Regions from separate parts of the Mus musculus genome. Here region 1 is linked to region 2. A link is a contact called in public HiChIP or PLAC-seq data. All regions are on one chromosome and are shown on one strand. The core of a region is the stretch at or near the end of the contact, and the rest is flanking DNA. Distances in the headings are between cores, read along the strand shown. Region 1 holds the start of Tmem178 (transmembrane protein 178). Region 2 has its middle 3.9 kb from the start of Gm33538.

Region 1 (4,162 bases), core at 1,283-3,782, 150 kb before region 2:
AACGATACATCTCAGATCTAGCAAGTTCCCCAAAGAATAGTCAACCCTCACAGACAAGAGACAACAAAACCAAGTAAGTATGAACGATTGTAGCCACCCCTACCTTCTGTCAGGCCAGAAACCCCCAGTGTTCTCCACAAAGGATGAGCTAGCAACTATCAATAGTATATATGTGAGGTAATTTTTTTTTCATCTAAAAGATGTATTCATGACCAGAACAATGTAATTCATCTAAATAGCATATGAGTTCTGTATTGGGTGGCCATCTGTCAGAAACTGTAGCAGGGTTAGAACAGTGGATTGAAAGGTTGGATTCATTGACCTCTGATAACATTCTTCATCTCCTACGATCATTTGATTCTGGACACCTCAGCTAGCCAGCACATTTCCATAAGTATCCTGGAGTATCCCTGTGGGAGTTCTCCTGCTGTGGGCTTAGACTCTGCTCTACTGTTTCAGACACTACACTCTATCCAAATTGCATGCAGTGAAATACTCTAAGCACAGGGGAATGTGTGTGTGTGTGTGTGTGTGTGTGTGTGTGTGTGTGTGTGTGTGTGAAAAATGCAATTCTGCTATTTCCAAAGACAGACTACACTGCTTACTTTCAAAATTGTCCTGCCTAAATGAGCATTCCATAACTGAGCCTCCACAGTCAGCTTTTACAGTTTGTTCCTGTATTACGCTACTATCAGGATTAATTATGCAGTGTCTTCATGAGGAGAAATCAGATTTGGATGCAAGTTGGAACAGAAAAGAAAAAGGTTTACTTCCCAAAGGAAGATTACTGTATCCGATTGCCCCACCCCACCCCACCCCCAAATTGCTGGAGTCCTTCCATATACAGACAGATTTGGATGGCAGTCCCCAGCTGGGCTAGCCATGGGAAGGAGGAAATTGACATGTTTGAGAAATGAAGACTATGCCAAAGAACAAGATGGGGAAGGCCAGTATTAACCCCCTCCTTTCTCGGTAGTTCCATGGCAGGCTGTAATTCAATTTACATCTGTTCACTTGCTTCTAAATATTTTCAAATGGACTGACCTCGTACTTCCTTTTGGGAACAGTGAGTCCAAGGAAAAGAAGTTTATTTATTTGTTTTTCTCTCAGGGGACAAAAAATTCTACTAAGGTTTGATCTTTAGAAGTTAAAGGAATCACCACAAGAGAGGATTACAAAGAAAATATTCAAACTACCTGATTCCATACATAAGATAGGTGTTGCATAGATTCCAGAAGAGCAAAATGATGCTGTACCAACGCAAAGCCCAATAACAAAACAATAAAGACAACCTACAAAGTGTCACAACCATAAGAGCGTGGCAGGTAGAATCTCTGAGCGCAAGTCTACTTTCAAGGACTTGGCCCTTGGCTCTCCTCAGCTGCTTCCTAGACCCTGAGGAGGGTGGTCATCTGGAAGGTTGAATAATGAGTAAAGCCGGTGTCTTAGATCCCTTTAGCTGCCTTTACTAGTGAATTAGGGAATACGAAGTCCAATTCAAACAGATCCTGAACTTGGAGTGTTTGGAGGACAGACCTTCGCTCCCCATTCCAGGCTGGAATGCCACCTCGATTTAATGGTATACCAGCGAGCTCAATCCATGAGAAAGCCCTCTTTCCTTGTTCTGAGGTTTACACCTTGTCTCTTCCAAAGGGCACGTCTCAAAGGAAAATGCAAGTTGAGGAAAGGAACCCAGTTGAGAAAGATCAGTCTTTGTGGCTGTCACCCTCCCTGGGAACACTGTCAAGAAAATCCATATCTACACCCCGAGTCAGCCAGGCACAGACAGAGAAGGACCAGAGGAGAGAGTCTTAGGGAAGATAAAGAGACAGTGTGAGGGGTAAAACGGAGTCCAGGAAAATGGTAAAAGAAGGGTAGGATGAAGGAGCAAGGAAAGGGAGAAAGAAGAGTAGCTGGGGAAGGAAAGCAGGGAAGCAATCTGGAAGGGTGAAAAATGCGCGGGGCAACGGAGCGCAGCGACTGGAGAGGCGACCGCGGGGACCCGCGCGCCCCTGGGATGCCCGGGCTGAGCTCCGCGCGCGGACGTAGAGACGCGGGGCGCGCCCGCCGCTCACCTTTCAGGATGAGGGTGTCGATGTCCCGGTCGATGCCCAGAAAGTAGCACTTCCTCCAGAGGCCCGAGTAGGTGGCGAACAGTGGCCGGCCACACTCAGCGTCCAACCCGCCAAGCCCCAGAAGCGAGCGCCAGGACTCAGGGTCTGAGCGCCCGGGGCCGCCGGGGAGCAGCCGGCGCCCCAGGGGAGGCGAGTCCCGCAGCGGCAGGTGCGACAGCGGCATCAGGCGGTTCTTCTGATCCGGGGGGTCGGCGCCCGCGCGGCTGCGCTCGCAGCTCTCCTTGTGGCGCCGGGGGTCGGTCTCGTACCAGTGGTCGGTGAAGATGGCCGTGACGAGCAGCCCCAGGGAGCAAAGGCTGAGGCCGAGGCTTAGCGCCGTGACGAGCGCCCGTGGCTCCATGGCTTCCCGGCCAGCAGCCGCCGCCGGTGGGCTCGCCGCCGCCGCCAGACACAATGCACTTGGCCTCGGCGCTCCGCCGAGCGCCCTCCCTCCCTGCCACCTGCCCCGCACTCTCCCTCCCACGGCCGCCCGCCCGCCTCTCTCCCCCGCGGGAGCCTCCTCCCGCCCGGCCCCGCGCCCTCCCGCGCTCTCACTTTCCCGCGGCCCTCCCCCTAAGCCGGCTCCCCGCACTCCACAACCCACCCACCCGCTACCCCGGCCGATCACGCCCCTCGTCCCTCTCCCTGCTTCCAGCTCCCGCGGTCAGCCCCCTCTCTCCAGCCCCCTCTCCCTGCCTTCACCTCTGCTCTCCATCCTCCCTTTGCTCTCTATCCTCCTTTCTCCTCTTAACCCCGTCCCTACTTTCCCTTTACTTTTCTTCAACTCTTCCAGACGCTCTTTCCCCACTCGGGAGGGCCTTTGTGTCCCTGGCTCCTTCTGCCTTTATATACCTGCCTTGGATTCCAACCCTCTCTGCACCTACCCCTGCACACACCACCTCCGATCCTCTGTCCCTCCCACGACCTTACAAGACATCCACCAACATCAGGCTGGATCTTTGTCTCTTGTCCAAGTTGATTTTGATCACTGTCTCTGTTTTGCTCCCAGGAGCAAATCCCATCCTTGAACGCGTGTGGTTTTGACTCTTTAGACTCTTGATCTAGAGCAGCCAGCCTCTTTTCTAGACTTCCGAAGGATCCAATCTCAGAGACCTTGGCAGCTAGCTCAATAGCCCTGCTTCCCTCTCTCGGGCTCCTGGCAGCCTGGAACCCTTCTCTCTGCTCCAGCCCTGCTTCTGCAAGAAGATGCCCAGTGTCCCTGGAGCCACAGAACCACAGTCAGAGATAATAGCCGCCCACTTCATTCCTGCCTGTTCTGAGATGGACTTCTTTTTCTTGGGCTATCTCTACGCCTGAGTGACTGACCGTCTCCTGGATCAATACGGCCTTGCAGTGGCACCTGCTCTGCCAAGTGATTATTGCCTTTGAATAAAGCAAGCCCACCAGTGATAAATCAAAGTAATGATTTTCTCCTGTACTAGTTTTTTTTTTTCCTGGTGGTCATCGAGGGTCAACAACAAACCAGTGCTCTACACCGGTCAACATCTGAGGCTTTCTGCTTTTCCAGGGCTTTTCTGGAGTCACAGATGTTCACTCTAAAAATGGCAGGCAGGATCTTTCTAAAAGAGGAATCCTTGGGACCAAAGTACAGAGTGAATGATGCGCATGTATATTCTGCATGGCAAGGTGCCATACCCTGGTCCCACCTACACCCTTGGGGCCATGTCAGAGGCAGAAAACCATGCTGTACCAGTCCAGGACGGCTATCCTTATGCTCTGACACTATGAAATATTAATGACTGAAGAGATTATGAGGCATTCATTAGATGCTAAATGTCATTACTCCGTGCTTTAATGGGACTTATTAATTAGTGCCCCACGTCCGTTGGTATAGAGGTGGTTGATCTGCCTCCTATGGAATGGCATCTGTAACGGTGACACGAGATGCTGCTGCGATCCATGTTCATTGCTGCTTGGGCTCCACGTCTTCAGGGATTTTTTTTTTCCTGTGGAAGAGCATGTACCTCTTCTTAGCTGTTCACTTCACAGAAAGATCCCTTAAGCAAATCTTGGTCCTATCAGACCCC
Region 2 (4,132 bases), core at 146-2,645:
TATTGTCAGGAGTATTTGAGATAAAACACAGGAAGCAGCAAGTCCTCAGAAAACACAGTTAGCAAAGATCGCACTTGCCACCCAGTATCATTAATGTTTTCTCATGCCTATTCCTCCTTGATTGTATACAACCCTAACACCCACCAGCTTCTTTTAGTTAAAATTCCAATGGTTGCTGCTACACTTCCACTGCAGCCTGGGTGCCAGCTTAACGCTGATATGCTTTCCCATTCCCGAAGTGGACCAGCAATGACACACATGCCAAATCCATCTACAGTTTACTGGGGGGGAGTTGTTTTGTGTTGTTGAGCTAGGCCCCAATCTGACCCTGAACTCCTTATGTAGCTGATCTTGAACTTCCGATCCTCCTGCCTTCTACCTCCCTTGTGCTGGGATGACAGGCATATATCACTATATCAGTTTATGTAGTACTGGGAATTGAACCCAAGACTCACGCATGCTAGTCCAGCACCCTATCTATTGAGCTACGTTCTCAGTGCTGTAATCTATTCGCAAAGCACAATCACATCTTATTATGTATACATCTTCTCTGGTTACTTTAATGCTATAAATCAAGAGCTGAGTCGCAAAACCTAGACAATGTACCATTTTTCCTAAAAGAAAAATACTTTGTGGGTGTGGTAGTGTGGTTCCATTGGCAGAGTGCTTGCCTAGCATGCTCAAATGTAACATCAGTACTGTGTAAACCAGATGTGGTGGGGTATCCCTGCAATCCCAGCCCTGGACAGGTAGATACAGGAGACCAGAAGTTTACGTTTATCCTTGGCTATAGAGTGAGTTTGAAGCCAGCTTGGACTATATGAGACCAGGCCTCAAGAAGAGAAAGAAGATTTAAAACAAGAAACAAGTTTTTCAACCTCTGCTCTATTCTATTCTGTATTGTAGCCACACCCGGCTGCCGGTTGGATGGGTTACCGCTCACTCAGGAGACTCCTGCCATCTCTTCTCATTAGTTAATCCCCAAAATATTAATTAGTAAGGCATTAATTTAACCTTCTATGGATATCACTTGGCACTATTCTTATCTGAACTGGATAATTTAGATAGCACGTCAATATCTCAGTCCATTTGATGAACTAAATATTAGTATTAGACTAAAAATAAGACACCTTCTTCTATTTTAAGGGAAATGTTCCCATAATGACAGATTTTTTTTTTACCCCTGGAGAGTACACTAAAAATAAATTAGCCTTTCAAATAGACGTGAACGCAGCTAGAACTATCACTTTCACTTTTCTTCAAAGTCTCCTTGACACGTTAATAACCCCCGAGTGGGGACAGACAAGCGATGACTGATGTGATGCTGGGTTTGAATGATTTATTATCATTCCTTTAGTCCTGAGTGTCACAACTGAGCCGTGAGATGTGTCTTAGTCATTGTTGTAGCCGAGTACGTACTGTCCGCGGTCAGGCACTGGGTGATGACGGCGGATACCCACAGAGAACTTGCAACTTCATGAAATGCTCTTTTAGAACAGAGAGTCAGATGTGACTTGATAAGCCAGGCTCTAGCCAAATAATAGAGATTCGAGAAATAGAGATTTTAGAAATTCTGAAGAGAAGTGGTTTTGATCCCTTCTGTGTGTGTTTCCATCTTAGTCTGAATGTATACAAATATTCATATGTGAGTTCCTTCTCAGAGAGTCTTTGTTTATCTTGCTGGGTAGGATAGGGCTTTGCGTCTTGGAATCTTAGGTATTACTGTGTCAGGTAGTAAAGTAAGAAGCTGCACATGGCTGTCTCTTCTTCATTGTTGCTGTTGCTATGACCTAACTGAGGCAGACCAACTTTATTTATAAAATACGGGAGGAACTTGCTATGGTGAAGCACTGCATCAGTGCTGTAAAAATAGGTTGATTGATTAATTAATTAGTTAACTAATAAGATTTGGTTTGGGGAGATGCCTTAGAGGGTCAGAAAACTGTGAACAGCAAGAGTCCTTGAGTTCGGTTTCCCATAATCCCCATTGGAAACTGGGCATTGTTCCATGTGCTTGTGACCTTAGTGATATAGTGGGAGAGGATGGTGACAGGAAGATGACCGGGGCTTGCTGGCTCCAAACCCAGCTTCAGACTCATTAAGAGGCCTTGTCCCAAGGGAAGAAGACAGGAAGTAACAAAGCATGATGCCTAATGTTCCTCTGGTCTCTATGTGCACACAAAGGCAGGCATATGCACACACACACACACACACACACACGTATGTACATCACACAAATATAAGCTACTCACACACATATACCACCTCCATCACCATCACCACCACCCCTTGCATATAAGCCTCATGCACGTATGCACATACACACAAAGTAAATAAATATAAAAATAAAATAAATTTTAAAGGGCTCATTTAGTTCACAGTCCTGAAGGTTAGAGGAAAGGTTAGGCCTCTGTTTCTCTCAAGGGTGTAGAGGGGACAGCTTTACAGCACAAGGACTTTACAGGAAGAAGAAATAAGATCACATCTCCAAACTTTCAGGAAGGATTCTAGCTGGCTGGCTGGCTCCTGCTACAGAACTCTTGACAGCTCAAGGATCTCAGGAGATGTTCTTAATCTCTTTAAAGGCAAGGATCCCACCCACCTAAGGACTTCCCAGTGGCGCTTCATCATTTGAAGGTTCCACCATCTTCCAATTGGACCAAACTTCTATCCCACTCTCAAACTGCAGAACTTGGGAAAGTTGGCTTGGTTGTTGTGTTTTTGTTTTTGTTTTTAACAATATTTTGCACTCTACCTGCCAAAGATCTTGATTTGATTAACCTGAGTTGAGGTCTTAGCTCAGGGTTTTGTTGGGAGTGGGTATTCATTTGTTTGAGACACTGTCTCCCTCTACAACCCAGGTCAACCTTGAATTCTCATTCCTCCTGCCTTGGTTTCTCAAGTGCTAAGATTACAGCATGCACTGTCATTCCTGGTTTTTTGATCTAGTTATGTCAAAGTTCCGTGGATGACGTCATGCCTGGTTCCATAATACTGTTCAAAGTCACATTTGGTCTCAGGAGGTCATAGACACTGGGGGGGGGGGGTGGGATCCTATTACTGTTCTTGTGTTAAGTGGACATGTTGTCAAACTACTTCCTAAATATTTATGGTTATGTCCATAGATTAGTACTGTTCTCAGTCTTGGTCACCGATGCTTCTATCTGCAGTGGACACTTGTTATAGAGACTTATAACTGAGTCCCTGTATCAATCCCACCAGCCCCAAGGCTCAGGGAACATCACACAAGAGCTGGTAGACTTGAACAGAGGAATGCTGGGAAATGCTGTCTTCTAGTCACTGAACTCATGACCTCACTGGAAGTATGGTTACCGCACAAGATCTACACAAGATCAAGCCACTGAGATCAGTTAGTGTTCCAGCAGTCAACACTCAATGAGTGGGTTCAAAAAGAGGAGAGAGGACATCATAGTGGGAAAGGGGTGTGTCAAGGGACATAATGAGGATAGTAGGGACTGAAAGAGAGAGTTGAGTGAATATGATCAAGATACATCTTATGCAGGATGTATCCAAGAATAAATAAAAGATGTTCTAATAATGTCCCTCAGCAGATGCTGTGTAGACAAGTTGAGACCCATTGATTTAGCCCAGTGGTTCTCAACCTCTCTTAATGCTGTGACCCTTTAATACAGTTCCCCTTGTTGTGACGAACCAACCACAAAATTATTCTCATTGCTAATTCATAACTGTAACTTTGTCGTTGTTGTACATTGTAATATAAACATCTGTGTTTTCTAATGGTCTTAGGAAAAGATTGTGATGGTCTTGTGAAAAGATTTTTTTGACCTGCACACATGTATTTCAAGGTTGCTGCCCTTTCCATAGTCAGACGCTTCCCAGAGCACTACCCTACCTCCAGCAGTGCTGAAGAAGAGCTTTGGTTTTCATATACGGTGCTAGGGCTTGAGCCCAGAGCCTCCTGCACACAAGTGAGGGTGTTATCAACTCAGCCATGTCCCCATGAGTGAAGGTCTTCTATGAGAAAGAAAGTATTCTCACCTGCCCTTGGAGAAGAGAATAGGAGCTGAGGACAGGTTTCCTGGTTCAGAGAACAAGGACTTCACCCTTACAACATGTAAAGAATAAGACTTTGTGCAAGAGTCAGGCTCTA

What was found. HiChIP or PLAC-seq counts read pairs in DNA pulled down with a chosen protein or histone mark.
Region 1: a contact with region 2 is called in an H3K4me3 HiChIP or PLAC-seq map of bone marrow-derived macrophages, with 2.7 times the contacts expected there. The contact joins the promoter of Tmem178 here to the enhancer-like site in region 2. A contact is called at or near these places in 4 of 39 promoter capture datasets (the 3T3-L1 cell line, embryonic stem cells, hippocampal neurons and 1 more), 4 of 484 Hi-C or Micro-C datasets (bone marrow-derived macrophages, cerebellar granule neurons and cerebral cortex), 7 of 115 datasets of contacts at active chromatin or transcription factors (bone marrow-derived macrophages, embryonic forebrain, embryonic stem cells and 4 more) and 2 of 9 other capture datasets (bone marrow-derived macrophages and liver).

What each region holds. Positions count from the first base shown.
Region 1 is chr17:80,943,002-80,947,163 of GRCm38.p6, reverse strand. It overlaps Tmem178 (transmembrane protein 178), which reads right to left and starts at 2,532. Exons shown (of 4, transcript NM_026516.2): 1 at 2,076-2,532. The coding sequence starts at 2,475.
Region 2 is chr17:80,787,119-80,791,250 of GRCm38.p6, reverse strand. No RefSeq gene overlaps it. Among named protein-coding and RNA genes, the nearest start is that of Gm33538, 3.9 kb to the right of the region's middle. Within about 2 kb of position 1,395, at least 19 of the 459 cell types and tissues checked have an H3K27ac peak or open chromatin away from gene starts, as enhancers often do. A contact at or near this core is called in bone marrow-derived macrophages, where this site is marked.